Regions from separate parts of the Mus musculus genome. Here all the other regions are linked to region 7. The links are chromatin contacts, called in public Hi-C, HiChIP or PLAC-seq, capture Hi-C and promoter capture Hi-C maps. All regions are on one chromosome and are shown on one strand. Each heading gives the region's core, a stretch centred on a gene start, on an enhancer-like site or on the middle of the called end of the contact. The rest is flanking DNA. Distances are from core to core; before and after follow the strand shown. Region 1 holds the start of Cand2 (cullin-associated and neddylation-dissociated 2 (putative)). Region 2 has its middle 19 kb from the start of Plxnd1. Region 3 holds the start of H1f8 (H1.8 linker histone). Region 4 holds the start of Rpl32 (ribosomal protein L32). Region 5 has its middle 130 kb from the start of Cxcl12. Region 6 overlaps Ift122 (intraflagellar transport 122). Region 7 holds the start of Zfp422 (zinc finger protein 422).

Region 1 (2,700 bases), core at 1-2,500, 850 kb after region 7:
CTGCACAGAGTCAGGACAACCATTCACAAAGCACTTACCTGCTACCTAAAGCACAAACAGCTAAGCTAAGGCTCAGAGGGCATGGAGTACTTTGCCCATCACTTACAGATCTAGTTAGTGATGGTTGCCGAGATCTGAAGCCAGGGCAAAGGATCCCAAGCCCTACTACCACTGTGGGGCTTAGGGCTGCACAGAGATTTTTGAGGACTGTATTTACAGGACACGGAAAAGGTCAGACCACACAAATAGGCTTCTGGCCCCTCCGGACTGGCTAGATTGGGAATCCCACTGACACCTCCAACTCTGCTTGGCCCTACCGTTAGCATTGTATCCAGGCCCTTCATGTCCCTGAACCTAATTTTCCCTGTTTGTAATCGGAGGGATAACTACTGTGACAGAAGACTCAGAATGGTGCACTGTCCTGTTGACTTGAGGGTCCACAACTGACCAACAACCCCTTTTTATCACTGAACCTCAGTTTCCCCTGCAAGAGGGGCTGCATCAGATATTCCCATTCCTCTTGCCAACTCTGTTCCTGTGTTTCTGTGGTGTTTGGAGAGGAGGATAGGAGAAAAAGAATGGGGGAGAGAGATAGCCCTCACCCCAACCTTTGCTTCCTGCTCTAAACCATCTTGGGAGAGGAGGGGAATAAGGAAGATGGGGTGGTGATGAGGGGCCAGGGAGAAAAGGCACGGGATGAAAAGAAAGAGATGAAAGAAAAGTAAAGTTTGTTAGGGTTAGGAGACCCGGTAGGGGTACAGGGTGCGGGGGATGGGGTAACCTAGAGACCGGGCAGAAGTGTGGGTCTCGGAAGATAGCCTTGGATGGAGGTTGTGCAGGGAAGCGGCCTGTTTCAATGAGGGTCAGAAGAGGACTGCACTGGGTTCCAAAGAGAGGCCGACGGGGACTTCACTGGAGAGCCTGGGGGGCGCCCAGTGTTGGGGACTTGAGAGGCCAGCACAGCAAAGGCGGGAAGAGGCTGGGGGCGGGGCTGCAGGCCCAGCCAGGCCCAGGCGAAGAGGCCGGGGGCTCCCACAGGGGTCCGCAGGGGGGGGGCAGGGGAGCAGAGGGGCGGCCGGGACAGGCTGAGACCCCTGAAAACGAGTCCCGAGCCCCCACAGGGCGCACCTGAAGTCTTTGTCGCTGGACGTCATCTTCTCCAGCAGGCTGGAGATGTAGAAGGCACCGGTACTCATGCTGGCTGCGCCGCGGGGTTGCGGGTCGAATCGAATATGGCGGCGCGGCCTCCCCTCCCCTCCACCACGCCCCCTCCCCCACCGGCCACGCCCCTTCTCTCTCTCTCTCTCTCTCTCTCTCTCTCTCTCTCTCTCTCTCTCTCTCTCTCTCTCTCTCTCTCTCTCTCTCTCTCTCTCTCTCTCTCTCTCTCTCTCTCTCTCTCTCTCTCTCTCTCTCTCTCTCTCTCTCTCTCTCTCTCTCTCTCTCTCTCTCTCTCTCTCTCTCCCCTCCTGTCCCGAGCAGGACTGAAGTAACGGGCCTGGCCCCCTCTCCTGGACAGCTCTGCTCAGCATGGGCACCAGCAGCTCACCACCCGGCCCTGACCACGCCTTCTCCCGATTGTGCCTTGAAGACCCCTTGACTTTGCTCTCTCAATGGCACTCATGCAAACAGGGACATGGGATGGCAATTCCAGATTCTACCAGGTTCCACACAGCCAAAGAACCTGAGATGAATTAAGGACGGACTTCAGGTTCCCAAAGCCGAGAGCAATAGCTGTTCCCTAAAGTTGATCACAGTTTTCCCCAGTTAGGAGGTGTGTGTGTGTGTGTGTGTGTGTGTGTGCGCGCGCGCGCGCGTAGATCTTTAGGGGGACTCTTTAAACTGGAAAGGAAGTGTCGCTTCAAATCTCTGCTACCTAGCTTGGGGAGTCACACAACCTCTGCTGGCTATTTTTAGTTACTCAAAGGAATAAAAGAAACCTTTATCTTTCTTGCTTTGTTTTGTTTTTTCTTTTTTGTTTTTGTTTTTGTTTTTTGAGACAAGGTTTCTCTGTATAGTAATTGCTGCCCTGAAACTCACTTTGTAGACCAGGCTAGCCTCAAACTCAGAGACCTGCCTGCCTCTTTCTCCCAGGTATTGAGATTAAAGGCATGCACCAAGACCCTGGTTAAGAAAGTTTTATCTTAAATGTATTAAAATTTCTGTTTTGGTTCTTCTCTACCACAGAGCCACACCCTCAGGTTGGTAAAAGGAAATCTAGGGGGCTGGGGTGTCTCATACCTGCAATTCCAGAACTTGGCAGGTGAAGGCAGGAAGGCAGGAGGATCAAAATTTCAACCTTGGCTACATAGATCCTGTCTTTAGAAAAAAAGATAAAGAAAGGAAGGATTTAAATGAGACATCTGCTACATCTTTGATTTCCGACTCCTAATCCAACTTCTCTTCCTCTAGATGACTGAACAGTGGCTACAAAGTCCCAAGCCTTGGAGGCTAGGGACCTCTACATTTCTCCTAGTCTTCTTGCTCCTGTCTCGCTCACACCTATGTGGCCATCCCAGAAGAAAGTCATTGTTTCATGAATGAGAAGGGGAGACAGCCCTTCAGGGGACTGTGAATACTCCCAGGGAGAAATATAGCAATCACTTGGCACCTTAGGCAGTTATTTAGTAAATGACAGTGGAGACAAAATTGGAATTTTTTACATTTTATCATTATTATTTATTTGTATTTTGTATCTAGGAG
Region 2 (2,700 bases), core at 32-2,531, 610 kb after region 7:
AGAGCTGGTGTCCTTGGTGAGAGCAGTGTGTACTCTTACCTACCAAGCCCTCTCTAAGGCCGGGCATGAGGCTTTTTAAGAGACCATGTTTCTTCTCTTGTGTCAAACTTTCAAGACAGGGTTTCACTGTGCATCCTAGATTAGACACTCCAGCTGTCTGTGAAGGACCCAACTGTGTGCCTGCTGAGTGCCCTAAGACAAGTTCAGAACTGCACCTCAGAGCCTCTGAGCTGTGGCAAAAGTCTGAGTGAAAAATGATAATCTCAGGTCTCATGGGTGCAGGCACCTGCCACTAAGGCTGATGATGTGAGTTGAGTTCCTAGAAAACACGTGGTGGGAGTAAAGCACTAAGTCCCACATGTTGTCCTGTGACTGCCACATGTGCACAATGGCAAGTGTGCAGATACACACAGAGTATATGAGTAAACATAAAAATATAGATACACACAAGGCATAAGCAAATATAAGCACACACAGAAAACTGCCCCTTGAGTGCTAGATTATAGGCATCTGCTACTACCCCTGGCTCTGTATAAAGAAAGGGCACAGGTGAGATGGCTCAGCCAGTGCGTCCCACACAAGCTTGACCACCCACCGTAGAGGAGAGAGAACCCAACTTCTAAAAGTTGTTCTCTAACCTACACGTGTATACTTTGGCACACACATGAGCAAATGCACGTGCACATACGCACACACACACACACATACACATGCACACACATATGTATACAGATACACATATTTTTTTTTAAACAGAGAAAGACCCATGACAGTGAGGAAAGAGACTACACAGTGTCCTATGCTGGGTTGTGCTGGACCATGTCTGAGGTTGTCTGAGGCAGAATCTGAATGGGTTTGGACCCTTTGAGCTCTTCCAGCCTGGGGGTGTAGTTCTGGAAACCAGGGACCAGTGTAATATCAGCAGTTGGTGTCGTCTGATCCCACAGCTACAGAGCAATCTGTGCAAGACTGGCCTGCAGCAGGGCGCTGACATCGGGACAGGAGCCCAAGCTCTGTGTGGGAGGGAGAAGGGAGGGTCTTCCCACCAGGTGAGAGAGAGCAGTAGCTCTCAGCGGAGGCTGCAGAGCGGCGGGGCTAAGAGATGATGCTGTGCTTTGTGGTCCTCGGTCTGGTTTTTGTCCCCTTTAGGAGTGGATGTAAGAAGCTGAAGACCCAGGCCCCACACATGCTAGGCCGGCACTTGAGCACTGAGCTACACAGCAGCCTGAGGAGCTGGGGTTTAGATGGGCCAAAATGGCTTAGGAGGGTGTGTAAATTAGAGGAACTGTGTCAGCAAACCACAGGCTGAGGGGACCAAGATGAAGAGTTTGAGCAAGCGGGAACCAAGCTGCAAGGAGCAATAAAGGCCAGCTGGAATGGTAGCTCGGTGGCTGACGCGGACCAGGATGCACAAGGCCATCCCCAGTATTGAAAAAGATAAATAAAAATTAAAAACTAGACACTGAATGCCATGCTCCAGGTTTATTTACCTGGCCACAAGAGAAGCCATTGAAAGTGTCGAGAGATGACCCAGCCATATGTTTAAAGGCAATTACAGCCTTTCAAAAGGAACCAGTAGCCAGGTTTTCATGTCATCCAAATGGGCAATATGGTTGCAAAATGCGTCCTGCAGGCTTTGGCCCTGCCCACCCCACCCACCCACCCCCCACCCCCGTGAATACCATAAGGAAAGGAGGTGAAATTTTGCAACTTCCTCCTCCTTGCCTTGCAAACAAGGAAGTAACAGTCACTGTAAGAAAACAATTTCACAAGTTTTAAAGACAATGAAACCTTAGCTCTCTCAGGCTGGCTTCGGACTCACTCTGTAGTGAGGGTGGCCTTGAACTCCTGAGCTTCCAGCCTCCCCTCTCCCTGTGCTGGGATCACAGGTGTCCACTTCTGCATCATCTGGCTTTAGAATTCAATTTTTTTTTTCAAGACAGGCATAGAGGCACATCTTCATAAACCCAGCATTCTGGAAGCAGAGACAGATCTCTCTATGAGTTTGAGTCTACCCTACTCTCCATAGCAAATTCCACAGCCAGCATGACGCAAAAAAAAAAAAAAAAAAAAAGTAAATAAAAAGATTTTTAAATTTGATTTTATTTTTAATTGTGTTTGTGTCTTTCTGTTTGTGCACGAGGCACTGATTATAGTTGTGTGCTTGTGTGTGCAATGGTCATGGAGGCCAGAAGAGGTTTTACAATCCCCTGAGTGCTGGGAACTGACCTCAGGTTCTCTGAAACAACAGTACATGCTCTTAAGCAACAAACCATCTCTCCAGACCTTATTTTTATTTTTAATTATAAATAGATGGAGGTGAGGTGGGTATGTATATGAGTGTAGGTGCCCATATGGAGGCCAGAGCATTCCTTCTCTGAAGCTGGAGTTAGAATTGGTTGTGAGCCACTCAAGTGCTGGGAACCAAGCTCAGGTCCCCTGTAAGAGCAGTACGTGTCTCTTAACTGTCCAGCCGAGTAGCTCTCCAGCCCCTCAATTTTTTTTTTTGAATCTTATTTATTTAGAGTTAGAATTTCTCTGTGTAGCCCTGGCAGTCCTGTAATTTGCTGTGTAGACCAGGCTGGCTTCACTAGCCTCAAACTCAGAGATCAGCCGGCATCTGCATCTCAAGTGTTTGGATTAAAGGCATACACGACCACACCCATCTCAAGATCCCCAGTTCTGAAAGAAATCAAAGAA
Region 3 (2,700 bases), core at 133-2,632, 680 kb after region 7:
ACTCTGTAGACCAGGTTGACCCTGAACTCAAGCGATCCCCCTGTCTCTACCTCTCAAATGTGAGCTCAACATGTTTAAAAGAAAATTATTTGGGGAAAAGCAAAAGAAAGAACAGTCACATTCCTAGAGACACCCCCCGCCCCAAGTGAGAATGGAAGCAAAGACGTAAGGGGGTGAAGAAGCCTGGGCTCAGCGTGCCGACTGAGGCCCTGGGCTCCATCCCTAGCCCCACCAGCTGTGTGCCTGAGCCATTCTCCCCAACAGCCCAAATGCCTGTGACCACTCACACAATGGAATACTACTTGGCCATAAAGGACTGAGATTCGAGAGCTACCACACGAGTCTGAGATTTGAGAGCTACCACACGAGTGCTTCTAGGTATAAGCAGGCAAAAAAAAAAAAAAAAAAAGCCAGTCACAACGCCTTGTATGAAATGGCGAGGACCCACAGACACAGGTGGAGTGAAGTCGGGGAGTGACTGTTAATAGCACAAGTCAGCTTTTCTTCTCAGGAAATGACTCAATTCTGAAACAGATTGTGGCGCTGGGCACACATGATAACATACTAAAGGTCACTGCATGCTGAACTTGGGGGAGCGATGGGGTATTTTGAGATGGGCTGTTACTTTTGAAAAGCAGCAAGAAAAAGGAGGATTTGGGGGGGAGAAATGGGAGAACCTGTCGGCGTGACTTAAATTCAGGGTGATGCTGTCAGAATTATTTGCAAAATTCAGACTCAAAATTTAAGTTTAGAAGTAGAAAGAAAAAGCCATCGGCTGGAGAGATGGCTCAGTGGTTAAGAGCACTGGGTGCTTTTCCAGAGGACCAGGGTTCAATTCCCATGGCAGTTCACAGCTGTCTGAACTCCAGTTCTCTGAAATTCTAGTTCCATTGGGTCCAGTACCCCGACACAGACATATGTGCAGGCAAAACACCAATGCGTGTAAAAGAAAAAAGAAAGAAACATGAAACAACAGGCCACGGGCCTAAGGGAGTCCTGTAGCAGGGCCGAGGCAGCCTGCACCTGACTGAAGTCTTCACTGTGAGTCCCAGACCAGGAAATGGGACCATTCAGCTTCATTCCCCACCAGGACTAGGTCTCCTCTTCCAATCCGAGCGAGCGGTGGGAACCAGGCTTAAGCCGCATGCACCTTCTCAGCGGCTGTCTCCGGGCTGTCTCCCGGTTTCCAGGGACCTTGGCCTAAACTCAGAATTCCACTCCCTTGCTTACCTGGCTTGTCAGCTCCAGGGAGCCCACATGATCCAGAAGGGGATGTGTCCCTGGAGGGAAAAGAGGAGGAAGAAACACTGGAGACACTCCCAGGAGCCATGGCACAGGCAGCAGCAGGCCAGGCCAGTGCTCGCTCAGTTAGCTCAGTTAGCTCCAGACCTTCTGCCTTAAATACCTCCCAACAGAACTTAACCAATGACCAACATGCCTAGCACCTGAGCAGCCGAAAGCTGCCAATCAGGCCTCGAGGGTAAGACTCACTCTGAACACAGCATCCACCTTACCCTGTGGGACCTGAGGCCACGGGAAGAAGTAAGGAGGCAGTGTCACTGTGTCCTACCTACCTGACGAGCTGACATCTAACACTGTGAGTTGGGGGGTTGCTCACAAAGGCCCCCTAATCACACAAGGGTAGGAATCTGTCTACCCTGATCCAGACTACTGCTAGCCTCAGTTTTCCATAAAGCAGCAATTGTGCCCAAGGGAGGGAGTGTTTGGAAGCAGTGGCCTCTCCGGAGCGAGCCAGGCTGGCTCTCAGATCTCTTCCTTCTGTGTTATTTTGATGTTTTAGATTTTACTGCAGTTTGAGATGTAGGGGAAGGTGTGTCAGGGTCTTTATGTGACCTTGGCTGATGGTCACTGTCTTCAGTGTCCTTGGCATTCCAAGACACACTGGGACAGACCTAAGTCACTGTTTTCCATCATACTACCCAACACTGGAACTGGCTAGGGTGAGAGAACCAGCCAGCTGCCACCCCCCCACCCCCAACAGGGCTATGACTTGGGAAGGGATCTCCCGAGCCTGGTCATTCTGCCTGTTTCCTAGGAAGGGTTGAGTCATCAAGATGAAAGACAGAAGTGACTTCTCAGTGAAGCCACATGGGCATGAGTAAATGACTCCATCGCTGTAAAACATGCTACAGCATATATGACTGTGGCTTGTTCTTGTTCCCACACTGGGGAAACTGAGGCAGGAGGCTAGGGCGTTTGGGGCTAGCCTAGACTGCAAGCCCCTGACTCAAAAAAAGAGTCAAACCAAAAGGAAACAAAACCAGGATGGATTACAACAAGCTGAATCTCTCTCCTGGCTGAATGTCAATATTGCTTATGAAATATGAGATGAGCATTTCTCATAGTGACTGTACGGGAATCACACAGAAGCTGGGAGAGCTGACAGGCCAGCCACCTTAGAGGCAACTCAACATTTTATGGAGCAAAGATGAGCTTGCTTCACGGCTCAGCCATCCCTCCCTGGGGAAAAACAGGGGGACTAACAAATGGGAACTTTGCCCCAGTATCATCAGAAATTCAAGACAAACTAAAAACTTGTCAGGATAGGAACAGGCTCAGTCAATTGTTGCCTGTTGACAGGGAGATAGGACACAGCTGCGAGAATGGGGAGGCCAGCGCTGAAGAAGGCCTTCAGCTCCCTCCTGTAGATAAGGTCTGCTCATTACTGTAATGCACGGC
Region 4 (2,700 bases), core at 38-2,537, 820 kb after region 7:
CAGGCTTACACAGAGAAACCCTGTCTTAAAACAAAACAAAACAAAACAAAGGGTGGGACTGGGGTGGGGCCTGGAGAGATGGCTCAGCAGTTAAGAACACTGATTGCTCTTCCAGAGGTCCTGGGTTCAATTCCTAACCACATGGTGACTCACAACCATCTGTAATGGGATCTGATGCCCTCTTCTGGTGTGTCTGAAGACAGCTACAGTGTGCTCATATACATAAATCTTTAAAAAATGAGATTTATTCTATGTGATTGAGTGTTTTGCCTGCATGTATGAGTATGTACCACATGCATGTAGCGCCTACAGAAAAGGGCATCTGATCCCCTAGGGCTGGTGTTAACAAGGTTGTGAAGCAACGCTTGGTTCCTGGGAACTAAATGCCAGTCCTCTGAAAGAGCAACAGTGCTCCACCAAGCCACCTCCCCAGCTCAGGTTTGGTTTTATTTCCTCCTAAGATTATAGAGTTTTCACAATGATCTGTAAAACAAAAGATAAGCAAAATAGACTAAACTCGACCTACCTCTGCTTCCCAAGTGCTGTTATTAAAAAATGTGCACCACCACACCCAGCCAATAGACTATTTTCTTAGCAATATTATCAACCTATCACTTTTTTTTTTCCGAAACAGGGTTTCTCTGTGTAGCTCTGGCTGTCCTGGAACCCTCTCTGTAGCTCAGGCTGGCCTCGAACTCAGAAACCCGCCTGCCTCTGCCTCCCAAGTGCGGGGATTAAAGGCATGAGCCACCACCGCCCGGCTAACCCATCACTTATTAATACATTAGGTACATACCATAAGTAGAGAAGATTTAAACATACAGAAGTCGCGAGGAGGCTCAGTAGCACTTCATAAGCAGGGGTTTGCACATCTGTATATTAGGAAGTTTTAGGACATTTGCTCAACCAACCGCCTAAGGATCTTCGAAGAGTCTCTGTTTTGCTACCTCCCAGCCTCAAGGAGGCACCCTCGGGAACCAACAATTTAAAAAGCTATTGGGCTTCCACTTAGGGCGGAAATAAATGCCCACCTAGCAGGTCTTAGCTCAAAAAAAAACAAAAAACCCAAATTTCTTAAGTAGTCCCAAGAGAAAAATAAATTTTAGTTCACTCTAAGATGTTAATGTCTACTACAGAACACTAGTCCACTAGGGTTTTTTTCAGTATCATTTCTCAGGCACATCTTAGTTTTCTTTAGAGGACCCAGAGCCGGAAGTGCTTCCCTTTTCTCTGCCAGGACCTAAGACTCCGTCCCATCATACCTTGCGCGCCGCCGCCGCCTCTTCCTTCTTCCTCGGCGCTGCCTACGAGGTGGCTGCCATCTGTTTTACGGTGAGTCTGTATCGGCGGCCATCCGCCGCCCGCGGCTTCGACGGGACCCCGTCTCCGGGTGGGGAGGCCTCGGCGGCGGCCTCCGCACCAGCGTGGTAGTGGCGAGCGCGCGCGGGCCTGGCCACTGGCGCTGCTCCGGAGTCTGCCCGGGGGCCGGCATCGGCCAGGGCGGGCTTGCTGCCATGCGGCCCGAGAGTTTCGGACGGCACCCGCCGCTTTCTGCTTAGCTTGTTAGCAGCCTTTTTCTGCGGCGAATCCGAAATCTTAAGTCAGGGAGCTGCCGCCGCTCGCCAGTGAGCAGAAATGCTTTCTGAAGCGCAAGCCCGGCGGAGCAGGTTGTCTGCGCGGGGAGCAGAGAAGGCACCCTTTGGTTGGTGCTCTGAGACGACCGGGAGGGACAGACGGACTGGTGGCGTGTTAGGAGTGCATGGTGGCTTTGCGTATTTAAGGGCGCAACACTTCAAACATAACGAAGCTTAGTGGAGCGGGATTTGCCGCTCCTTCGCCACCAGAGAGACCTGGCTGGGGTTCTGTAAGATCGGTTGCGGTTCTTTGAGGTTCGGAGTGGGTGAGATGAACCACTGACCTCTTGGGATCGCGTCTGGAGAGTAGCTAGTATTCTTCCAGCTTCGGAAGCAAGAGGGAGAGCAAGCCTAGCAGAGGTACCCATTCCATTCCCAGTTTGCTCGGTAGCTGGTGATTGGAAGACACTCTGCAACATTACTCACTGAAGGCCTGAGACGCAGCCCCACCTCCCAGTTTCTTTACTAACTTGGGTCTGACTTTTGTCAAAAGGCATCATGGCTGCCCTCCGGCCTCTGGTGAAGCCCAAGATCGTCAAAAAGAGGACCAAGAAGTTCATCAGGCACCAGTCAGACCGATATGTGAAAATTAAGGTATGTGGTTCTGGGGTGGGGGTTAAGACCTGAGCACACATTTCTCGTTATCGCTTGTCTCTGCATTTTAAAAAGTTCATTTTAAAGATGACACTTTGTTTTATATTTATGCGTTTGAAGGGCAGGGAGAATCACTTTAAGGAGTTGATTCTCTCCTTCCTGTCTTGTGGGTCCAGGTCAGATTTAGTTTGTCTGACAGCAGGCACTTTTAAGTCATCTCTGCACCCTGACCCTGTATTTTAAAGATCTTTGGGGTTTTGTCTGCACACCAGGCACATGCATGCATGGAATTGAACCTCTGGAAGAGCAGCCAGTGCTCTCAACTGCTAAGACCTCTCTCTGGGCCTGCAGATCACCTGTTGGCTGGATGGGCATGCACACCCAGCAGTTCAGCAGTTAACTGATCCCTCCTCCCTACTTAATTGCAATGGAAGATGATGTTGAAATTCCAGTGCAAGTGCTAGGGATGGAG
Region 5 (2,700 bases), core at 96-2,595, 670 kb before region 7:
ATCTTTCCAGGAGTCTGACATCTCAGTGGTTAAAAGCACACACTGCTCTCTCAGAGGACCCAGGTTTTGGCTCCCAGCATCCACATCAGGTGCCTCACAAGTTACTCTAGTTGAGAGGAACTGAGGCCCTCTTGTGTCTGTAAGCATCAGCTCGAACATGGTAAACATAAATTCAAGCAAATGCACACACATAGACAAATAAAAGATAAAAACACGAATTAGAGTAAAAATGGAATTAGAAATCCTACTAGTAACCTCCTCTGAGTGTGGAAAGATGCAAGAAGGAAGGCTAAAGGGAGAGGCGGTTTAGTGGGAACACAGATGCAGTTGGAAATGATTCGTAGTAGAGGTAGTATGGTTGGCATTTGATTAGATAGATAGATAGATAGATAGATAGATAGATAGATAGATAGATAGATAGATAGATAGACAGGCATGGTGGCTTTCCAACACAAAGAACTGGTGAATGGTTTAGGAGCATTTTTTTGGTCAGCCAACTAAACTGACATAGCAGAAAACTGCCTTCTAAATACCCAAGCCCATGGCCCTCAATTAAAGCTGTCCCAGACTTAATTAGTGCATCCTCTTCTAACTCTGAACAGAAGTGATTGCAGGAGCTCATGGCCTCCCAAGATGCAGAAAATATGGACTGTAGTGGGCCCTAAGCAAGTCACTTGTACCCCCCTTCTAAGGCTCAGGGAACTCTGTGGAAGAGGGTCAGGAAGTGCGGAAGGGCTTGACAGCAGGCTGCTACAACTATTGTATTCCTTAACTCACTCAGTGTAGTTACCTACTCTGGGCCCATGCAAGACTGTCCCTATCAATAGTCAGCCAAGGAGGGGGAGAGGCTCCTGAGTCTTGAAACTATCAGCTAACTATAGATTCTTGGAAAGGGAGAAATCACTGTGGACCTGCTGCTGAGCTGACCAGACTCCAACAGATAGCTCAAAACGCACAGTCACACAGATGGTTCTGGTTAATCTTGGTGGGTCACAAAATCAAATAGATATGAACATGAGTGAGAGATTTGTGAGCAGCGGTGAGTGTGAACAGGGGGATGGGATGTGAAGGAGTGTAGTGTATGTAATTTTGTAAAATCAGTAACAATAATAGTTGTTTTTTTTTAAAAAAAAAGAAGGAGGAGAAGGAGGACCAGTTATCTAGGCTTTTCCCTTGGGCACCTCCCTCCCCTTCTGCTTGTATATCTGTGGTTCTTAGACGCCTGCTCTAGAGAGAGCTAAACTCCCAAGCAGAGATTTACCATCACCTTAAAGGGAACCCGTGGCCCTGCTAGGACGGTTACTAATGATGTTAAGGGCCAAGGTCCCTCCCACAGAGCACAAGGCAACACTCAGAGCTGGCATCAATAAATACAGGGATTTAAAACACATGGTGGATGGGGTCAAGGCTACATCTTCATCCCAGCCAGAAACATTGCATAATGCTTTTCCAGCATTTGCGCTGACTCTGAAAAGTTACTGGCCAAGAGTGTCTGCTGTGCTGGTGGTCAGTGCTTGTCACCTTCAGGTTCTCAATGCCATAGGGCTCTAAGACAAACACAGCTTCACTGATGAGCTCCCAGGGATGGGTGGGAAAGGCCTGAGTCCCCAGAGAGCTCTGTTCACCTCACCCACATGGGTTCCACAAGGAATCCACTCTGACATTCTCACTAAAGCATCTCAGTCTAGATTCCTAACATCTGCCCAGCTGTGTGGTCACCATGACCTCTGGATGCCAGCCAGATGGGAAAGTGAAAGGCTACGTGACCTTAAGATAAACAAAGCAAGATGGAGGTAATAGCAAAATGAGGGCAAATATTTACCATAAGAGCTGCAGTTGAACTTTGCTCTTGGGTGGAGGTCCAAGTTTGCTAGCACAACCTGACCTTAGCAACCTTGCCCTCAGCTCCGTTTTGAGATTACTTGTGTTGCACAGGTTTCCCACCAGCTCATTCCGAATCAACAAGTGTTCTTGTAACCTCGGAGCTTGCTAGTTGGGGCTCCTCTATAGGAAGCCCAAGTGTTTACCTCGGGTAAGTTGGTAATAATTTTGCCTTTTCTGGTTTGGACAGAATCCATTTAGATGCTTTAGCTTTGATACTCATAATTTAGAAGGATGTGGCCAATGAGAATGGGTCAAGGACATTATAAACCTTGAGAGGCTCACACTATGAGCTGATACGCAGTACAGCCCATCTCTATGGCCACCATGTCTTGATTCATGCAACATGGAGCTCTAAGAACTATCATTAGAAAGGAAGGGGAGGGGAGAAGGAGATGGGGAGACACAAGGGGACAAGACAAAACCAGGGGGTGGTTGGTGGGGAAGGAGACAGACAGGCTGGAAGGCTAGAGAATTCAAAAGAGGAAAAGGAGGAGGAAGAGGAGAAGGAGGAGGAGTGCTTGTGAGATGGTAACCATTTCTCATGGATTATCATTTGTGATCACCCAGTCTTAAAAGTGAACAGTACTTTCCATATTTTCAAAGGGAAGAAAAACTCCATTTGGAGTTTTGAGTTTGGAGGGATTTGATAACTTCTCCCAAGGTGGTGCATCCGTGAATAGTGGGGCTGAGCTGGGCCCAGCAGGACAGCAGGACTCCAGAATCATATGCAATCCACGTGATTTTCCTATTGTCTGATTATGCAGGGTACCATAGTGAACAAATAGTTAATAATATGTAGACACCTTTAACTTATCG
Region 6 (2,700 bases), core at 100-2,599, 740 kb after region 7:
TCAAGTACTGCACACACATGGCACACAGACATGCAGGCACTCAGACATACACTTAAGAGTAAAACTAGGTCAGTCTGCTAACAACTCTCCCCAGAGCACCTGCCACATGGAGGCCTCTGTGCTGAGTGGGGTGCAGAGCTACATATGCTACCATTTCAGGGAGAAACAGAGCGGTCAAGCAGTCAATGCTACCGACACTTGTCCTGCATGGCTGAGGACATCTAGACTCATTCTGCACAGCAAAGAAGGCCCCTAGTGATCGGGAGCCCACCAAAATGACACATCTCATAGCCAGCCACACCCCTGCAACCTTCCCGACCACAGGGACTTCTATGTGGCAAGCTCTGCCTCTCTACAGACCAAGTGGGGTAAACACCATGGAGGATGTGCTGAGCTGTCCCAGTGGCTACATTCCTGCCACCTAGATGGAATTTCCAAAATAGATCTACCCTGGCAGGGACAAAAGAAGCCATCCTGAATCTACAGGGTGGTCCCCAACTGGAACCCCTATGCAAAGCCACCTGGCTATATCTGGTCAGCAGCATACAAATAGCATATGTGCTCAGCACATCCAGGGATGGACACCGCTGAGTGGAACTTGACCTCTTTCAGCTGCAGAGCTATTTATGTGAACAGAAGGGAACTGTCACATTTAGACTGGGCGAGGTTGGATCCCAGATCCCCTGACAAAGCCTGAGCCTATCTACTGCCCCTACAAGTCTAGTAGAAGGACCACCAAGAAGTGAGTAGAGGCTGAGGGGAAAGTATGCCAAAGTGGCTCTGACAGATATGGGTAAATGTCCACAAAGCCTCATGCACATCAGCCATTACAACTCTGACTTGTCAGCCTCCATGTCTCATGGAGTCCATTTTACACCATGGAATTATTTGTAAAATGTAAAGAGTTGGTGCTTTTAAAAAACAAAACAGGTTTTACTGCTTTTGCTAGATCCTCAAAGAGATCTTCATCCTCCTTCTACTGCTAGAAGCTAAAGCAAGGCCAGGGGAGATATTTCCTATTATTTCGAATGTGCTGTCCCTAGCCCAGTCCTCACCCCTTTTGCTAGTGTCTATAAGCAAGGGCAAGCTTGCCTCTTACCTTTCTGCTCTGTGATGAGGTGCTGCACGATGACGTCTGTCATGCTGTCCCTGTAGGCATACCGATCTTTGTAGAGCCCATGGACTGTGCTGAAGATGAGCTGGTAGAAGGAGATGGTGCCATCCTGGCAGCCGACCACCTGTGTACAGGAGAGCTGTCAATCTAGGCTGAGGGGAGGAGCCATCTCCCTTCCACCTATTAGGAGCACTGGCTGCCTGGGGCCTCCTCTAGCAATGCTCTGCAGGGTGAACTTCCTCTTACTCACCACATAATTGGAGTCAGGTTTCACTCTACAGGTCCACACCCAGGAGTTCTGCTCCCCAACGGTCCCCAGTCGCACTCCATCCTTGGTGAAAAGAGATACCTGCTTGTCTGAACCTCCCACCAAAATGTACTCTCCTTTAGTGAAGTAGCTGATGCAACAGGGGTCAAAGTTCAGTGGCCGATCCTTCCCAATCTGAGGAAAGAGAACATACAGCAAGTGAGACCAGTCTACAACCACAACCAGGAAGGGCTTCCTCGCCAACATTAGCCGGGTAGGGAGACCGGTAGGAAGGCAAGGGGGTGGGGGCTGCCTCTCCTGAGCTATTCCATCTCCTACGCAGGCCTCTCCACCTCTGGAGCCCACTCTTCCCCTCAACCCTGCCGAACCCTTGGCCCCTAAAGTCTGCCATGCCTGACCTAAGTACTGGGAAGTTAGCCAGCCCTCCTCAGCCATCCTGGAGGCCGGGGAGTCTTTCCCTCGCTCACCCAGCACACATGGCCGTCAGCCTACCCCAGCCTCTTCTCTGTTTATGTTCTGAGCTTATTCACTTGAAAAGACTGCCCTTTATTCTTTATTCAATTTAAGAAAAATGACCCTAAAAACCTAGTTTTTGCTTTAAGGTTTAGGGTCAATTTACAAATGTTTTCCTATTTATAAATCTAGTAAAAGTGAGCAGTCAATTGATGCTGACAGTTTAATGAAGGCAATTTGAACACATAAAACCACTGAAGGAGTCAGCTCCAACTGCAACTTAGTTAATTCCCTTCAACTAATTTAAACTGCAATTATAAATTTAGTATGTTCACTTTTCTTTCCTTTTTAGGAATTTCCAATGCCTAACAACCGAAAGCTTCCCTCCTACCTCCCAACGCTACAAAGTCTAATAAGAAAACCCTGGCACCTGTCATGGCATTGAGGCTGAAGCTACTGGCTGAGGCCTCGGACTCCTCTTCCAAGTAACAACCATCAACTCTAGACCAACTACAAGGACCAGCTGAAGGGACAAGTGACCAAAGCAGGCAGAAACTGAGCGAGGGGAACAGCCTCAGGCAAGAGGCTCTCAACACAGCTCCTTTTTGGATGGGCATAGAGTCTGAGATAGGCTGTTGTAGGTGAGGTGGGCTGTTGTAAGTGAGGTGGGTTGTTGTAGGTGAGGTGGGCTGTTGTAGGTGAGGTGGGCTGTTGTAGGTGAGATGGGCTATTGTAGGTGAGGTGGGCTGTTGTAGGTGAGGTGGGCTGTTGTAGGTGAGGTGGGCTGTTGTAGAAAGGAAGGCTAGAAGGAAGCATTCACACCCAAGCTCTGCTCACCACTGGAAACCTTTAGCTATGACCCACA
Region 7 (2,700 bases), core at 168-2,667:
CCAACATGGAAGCAGTTTCATGAAGTTTCATAGTAATAGAATAAAGAAAGTTGCAAAACAAGACACTTTGGAACACACTAGTGGAAGCATGGAGTGGGAGGTTATAGCAGCATGGAGGAACCTCAGCTGCAGGCTTCCGCTATCAGATGACTCTTGGACTTCTGGTTGTAGAAAATCAGTTTTGTTAAATTAGCACATCCCAAAATATTTTTTACCTGTCAGTCACAGGATGTCAGGTCAAAAGTGGGCAAAGTAGTGGTTATTTCCATGGCTAGAGATACCTCAAACTCTGTTATGACTGGGCTCCGGACCTACGACACTCCCAAACCCTCCATAACCACAGAAGCTCACTTATCTGGCCAGCCGCGCAGAAGAGTGCTGCTTCTCTGCAGGAAGTTGCATTTATGGACACCAGGATCAGCCAAGGTCGCCAGTGAGGGGAGTCTGCCTTAATGCGATGAATCTGAAGCCATTAGAACTCCCCTGGGAAGGAAGCATGTGTGCCTTTCCAAACCGAGTTGTTCACTCACAGTGTGAGCGGGAGCAGAATTCCTCTCCAAGCTGGGGTTCCTGCCCAGTACACTGAACGCATTCATTTTCCTCTGATAGGAGTGGCTGATGCAAAGTCACGGCTCTCTCCTCAAAGTCATGAGTTTTATTCAGAGGCCAAACACAAGTGATGATGGCCCAGGGAACACAGATTTAGATTACCCAAACTCCGCCTTTCAACCTGCAACCAAATTCATGAAGGTTTGACAGTAACAGAACAAAGAAAGCCATAAATCAAGATACTTTTAAATTCATTTGTAGAAACATCAGAGAGGTGGGTTAGAGCTCTGTTTAGACATCTCAGCTATAGATGTCATCTAACATAGTATTCTTGGCCTTTTGATTGGAGAATGGGATTTTGTGTTTTATCTGTCAGGATGTTGCACATCCTTCCATAGAAGTGGACAAGGAATGGATGCATCCCAAGATGAATACTAATTATGCTCTGGACCTGCAACATCCCAACCTCTCTTCACCACCGCCGTTTTAATCAATCAGTCAGCCTGTGCGGACAGTGTCCTCCAGAAATTTCACGGGCCTTTTGGTGATATAAGGCGACCCGTGAAAAACATAAGTAACACCTTAGGCTGAAGTTATTTCTCTAGACTAGATACTCAGTACTAAGAATGCAATTTACAAGTTGGAACGGGCTGGTTTGGGGGTGGTGAGCAGAATCTAACAAAGGCCAGTTTCTGTGTAGGTCGACCAGAATAGAAAGAGAGCGGGTAACAGGCCTTAAGGTCCTTGGCTCTGCCTTCTGAGTGGTAAGAGAGGAACACAAAAGGACCACCGGAAGAATCCGCAGGATATGGTGGGGTGGGCCGGGGACCATAGAGGGTCTCTCCGCCTCTTCCTAGAGCGGCCGGCAGCTCCGCGGCTAGCAGCCCGCACTTCCGGCGGGCGAGGCGCGAGGCGGGCACCGTGGCGGCCTGCGCGGTGAGTACGCGGGGCCTGCGGGTCTGCCTGGGCCGGTGTTGGGTCGGGTCGGGCTGCGGCGCTGCACGGAGCCCGGCGGGTGGCCTCGGGCTGGGGTCGGCTTCGGCCTGGGCGCCTCCGCTCGCCGCGGAGGAGAAAGACTCCATTGTACGGGTGGGTAGGCTGCACCGGGCCATTGTGAGCGACTTGGAGGGAAGCGGCGGACTCTTTGTTGCTGCCGTAAATGGGTGAGGGAGCAGGTGCACGCCGGCTAGACGGGTCCCCAGTACTGGAGCTCCATCACCCAGCTTTACCCAGCCTCTCCCCTACTGGGGACCTCGATCAGACAACCGGACTTGGCGGGCGTTAGACGAGGGGGCGATGGACTCCCCAGGTCGGACAGTGAGAAATCAGGCCCGGAGGCGGCTCCGGGGTTGGGATGGGTAAAGGAGCTAAAGGAGCTTCGGGCCTGTGTTTACGAACCCACGAAAGGAGGTTTTAAATCAGCTTTATTTTAAAAATAGGAGCACACATAGGCTACCTGTAAGTATGATTACTTCATCCATAGGTAGATTCCATAATCGATCAGTTTGCAACCAGTTGTGAGTTCCCCGGTATTTAAAGAGATGTGTTTAAAAGTGTATGCTTACCATTATAGCTATTTATTGAGTACCAGGTACCCCACACAGTGTCTCCTGTTTACGTGGTCTGTACATAACCGAGACGGTTATGGGCAGTGATTGCTGTAGATCTGTGTTATGTGCAGTTTGCTCTTTCTGTTGCTGCAATTGTAGCAGATAAAATTATTAAACACCCAGGAAAAGCCCCTGGGCACTCTTACGTTTGGAGGATTATTATACAGCAAAATCAAGACGAAGGAAAAAAAAGGCAGGAAAAGATGTCATTTGTGTTTTTATTTACTTACTTTAAATGCTTGTGTGCAAGGAAACTCAGAAAAATAACTGAGTTGCAAGTAGGTTTTCCAACTAACCTAAGACACTGGAAGTCCAGTGACTGGCTTTGCAGGCCTGAACACCTCCCACACTCTCGCCTATTTGGAGTGTGTGTGTGTGGAAGGGGTTGTTTTGACAGCTTCCAGACAACCTTAAATGTAATGCAATAAACTTATTTTAGAGCTTTTGGTTGTGCTCTCCTTCTTGGCGTGCTATAGTCTAGGAAAGGAAGAATAAAGTGTTTTGGTTTTTTTTTTTTTTTTCCAGATTTTTCTCACCTAGT

Evidence for each region. Promoter capture Hi-C pulls out the DNA fragments that hold promoters and counts their contacts. Hi-C and Micro-C count contacts between places; a contact is called where the count stands out from the background. HiChIP or PLAC-seq counts read pairs in DNA pulled down with a chosen protein or histone mark. Capture Hi-C pulls out chosen DNA fragments and counts their contacts.
Region 1: a contact with region 7 is called in an H3K27ac HiChIP or PLAC-seq map of microglia, with 8 times the contacts expected there. The contact joins the promoter of Cand2 here to the promoter of Zfp422 in region 7. A contact is called at or near these places in 2 of 115 datasets of contacts at active chromatin or transcription factors (microglia and pancreatic cancer cells).
Region 2: a Hi-C map of LSK cells shows a contact between it and region 7, with 2.7 times the contacts expected there. The contact joins the enhancer-like site here to the promoter of Zfp422 in region 7. A contact is called at or near these places in 5 of 39 promoter capture datasets (the C10 cell line, hippocampal neurons, liver and 2 more), 5 of 484 Hi-C or Micro-C datasets (CD4 T cells, the G1E-ER4 cell line, LSK cells and 1 more), 3 of 115 datasets of contacts at active chromatin or transcription factors (embryonic forebrain, large pre-B cells and trophoblast stem cells) and 1 of 9 other capture datasets (embryonic stem cells).
Region 3: a contact with region 7 is called in a capture Hi-C map of embryonic stem cells, with 3 times the contacts expected there. The contact joins the promoter of H1f8 here to the promoter of Zfp422 in region 7. A contact is called at or near these places in 2 of 9 other capture datasets (embryonic stem cells and liver).
Region 4: a contact with region 7 is called in an H3K27ac HiChIP or PLAC-seq map of large pre-B cells, with 2.8 times the contacts expected there. The contact joins the promoter of Rpl32 here to the promoter of Zfp422 in region 7.
Region 5: a contact with region 7 is called in a Hi-C map of liver, with 3 times the contacts expected there. The contact joins the enhancer-like site here to the promoter of Zfp422 in region 7. A contact is called at or near these places in 3 of 39 promoter capture datasets (the 3T3-L1 cell line, hippocampal neurons and liver) and 1 of 484 Hi-C or Micro-C datasets (liver).
Region 6: a promoter capture Hi-C map of stem cell-derived epiblast-like cells shows a contact between it and region 7, with 3 times the contacts expected there. The contact joins the enhancer-like site here to the promoter of Zfp422 in region 7. A contact is called at or near these places in 4 of 39 promoter capture datasets (the C10 cell line, embryonic stem cells, pre-B cells and 1 more), 1 of 484 Hi-C or Micro-C datasets (embryonic stem cells) and 2 of 115 datasets of contacts at active chromatin or transcription factors (large pre-B cells and microglia).

The regions. Positions count from the first base shown.
Region 1 is chr6:115,773,107-115,775,806 of GRCm38.p6, reverse strand. It overlaps Cand2 (cullin-associated and neddylation-dissociated 2 (putative)), which reads right to left and starts at 1,250. Exons shown (of 15, transcript NM_025958.2): 1 at 1,129-1,250. The coding sequence starts at 1,196. Mir7660 (microRNA 7660) reads right to left here and starts at 150; the gene lies at 88-150.
Region 2 is chr6:116,012,917-116,015,616 of GRCm38.p6, reverse strand. No RefSeq gene overlaps it. Among named protein-coding and RNA genes, the nearest start is that of Plxnd1, 19 kb to the right of the region's middle. Within about 2 kb of position 1,281, at least 43 of the 459 cell types and tissues checked have an H3K27ac peak or open chromatin away from gene starts, as enhancers often do. A contact at or near this core is called in the G1E-ER4 cell line and LSK cells, where this site is marked.
Region 3 is chr6:115,943,613-115,946,312 of GRCm38.p6, reverse strand. H1f8 (H1.8 linker histone) reads right to left here and starts at 1,382. Exons shown (of 5, transcript NM_138311.3): 1 at 1,231-1,382. The coding sequence starts at 1,330.
Region 4 is chr6:115,807,330-115,810,029 of GRCm38.p6, reverse strand. It overlaps Rpl32 (ribosomal protein L32), which reads left to right and starts at 1,287. Exons shown (of 4, transcript NM_172086.2): 1 at 1,287-1,332; 2 at 2,128-2,228. The coding sequence starts at 2,133. It overlaps Snora7a (small nucleolar RNA, H/ACA box 7A), which reads left to right and starts at 1,927; the gene lies at 1,927-2,055.
Region 5 is chr6:117,298,781-117,301,480 of GRCm38.p6, reverse strand. No RefSeq gene overlaps it. Among named protein-coding and RNA genes, the nearest start is that of Cxcl12, 130 kb to the right of the region's middle. Within about 2 kb of position 1,345, at least 15 of the 459 cell types and tissues checked have an H3K27ac peak or open chromatin away from gene starts, as enhancers often do. A contact at or near this core is called in liver, where this site is marked.
Region 6 is chr6:115,885,765-115,888,464 of GRCm38.p6, reverse strand. Ift122 (intraflagellar transport 122) reads right to left here. Exons shown (of 29, transcript NM_001167763.1): 9 at 1,365-1,556; 10 at 1,100-1,238. Among named protein-coding and RNA genes, the nearest start is that of Ift122, 34 kb to the right of the region's middle. Within about 2 kb of position 1,349, at least 67 of the 459 cell types and tissues checked have an H3K27ac peak or open chromatin away from gene starts, as enhancers often do. A contact at or near this core is called in embryonic stem cells and stem cell-derived epiblast-like cells, where this site is marked.
Region 7 is chr6:116,627,716-116,630,415 of GRCm38.p6, reverse strand. It overlaps Zfp422 (zinc finger protein 422), which reads left to right and starts at 1,417. Exons shown (of 2, transcript NM_026057.3): 1 at 1,417-1,485.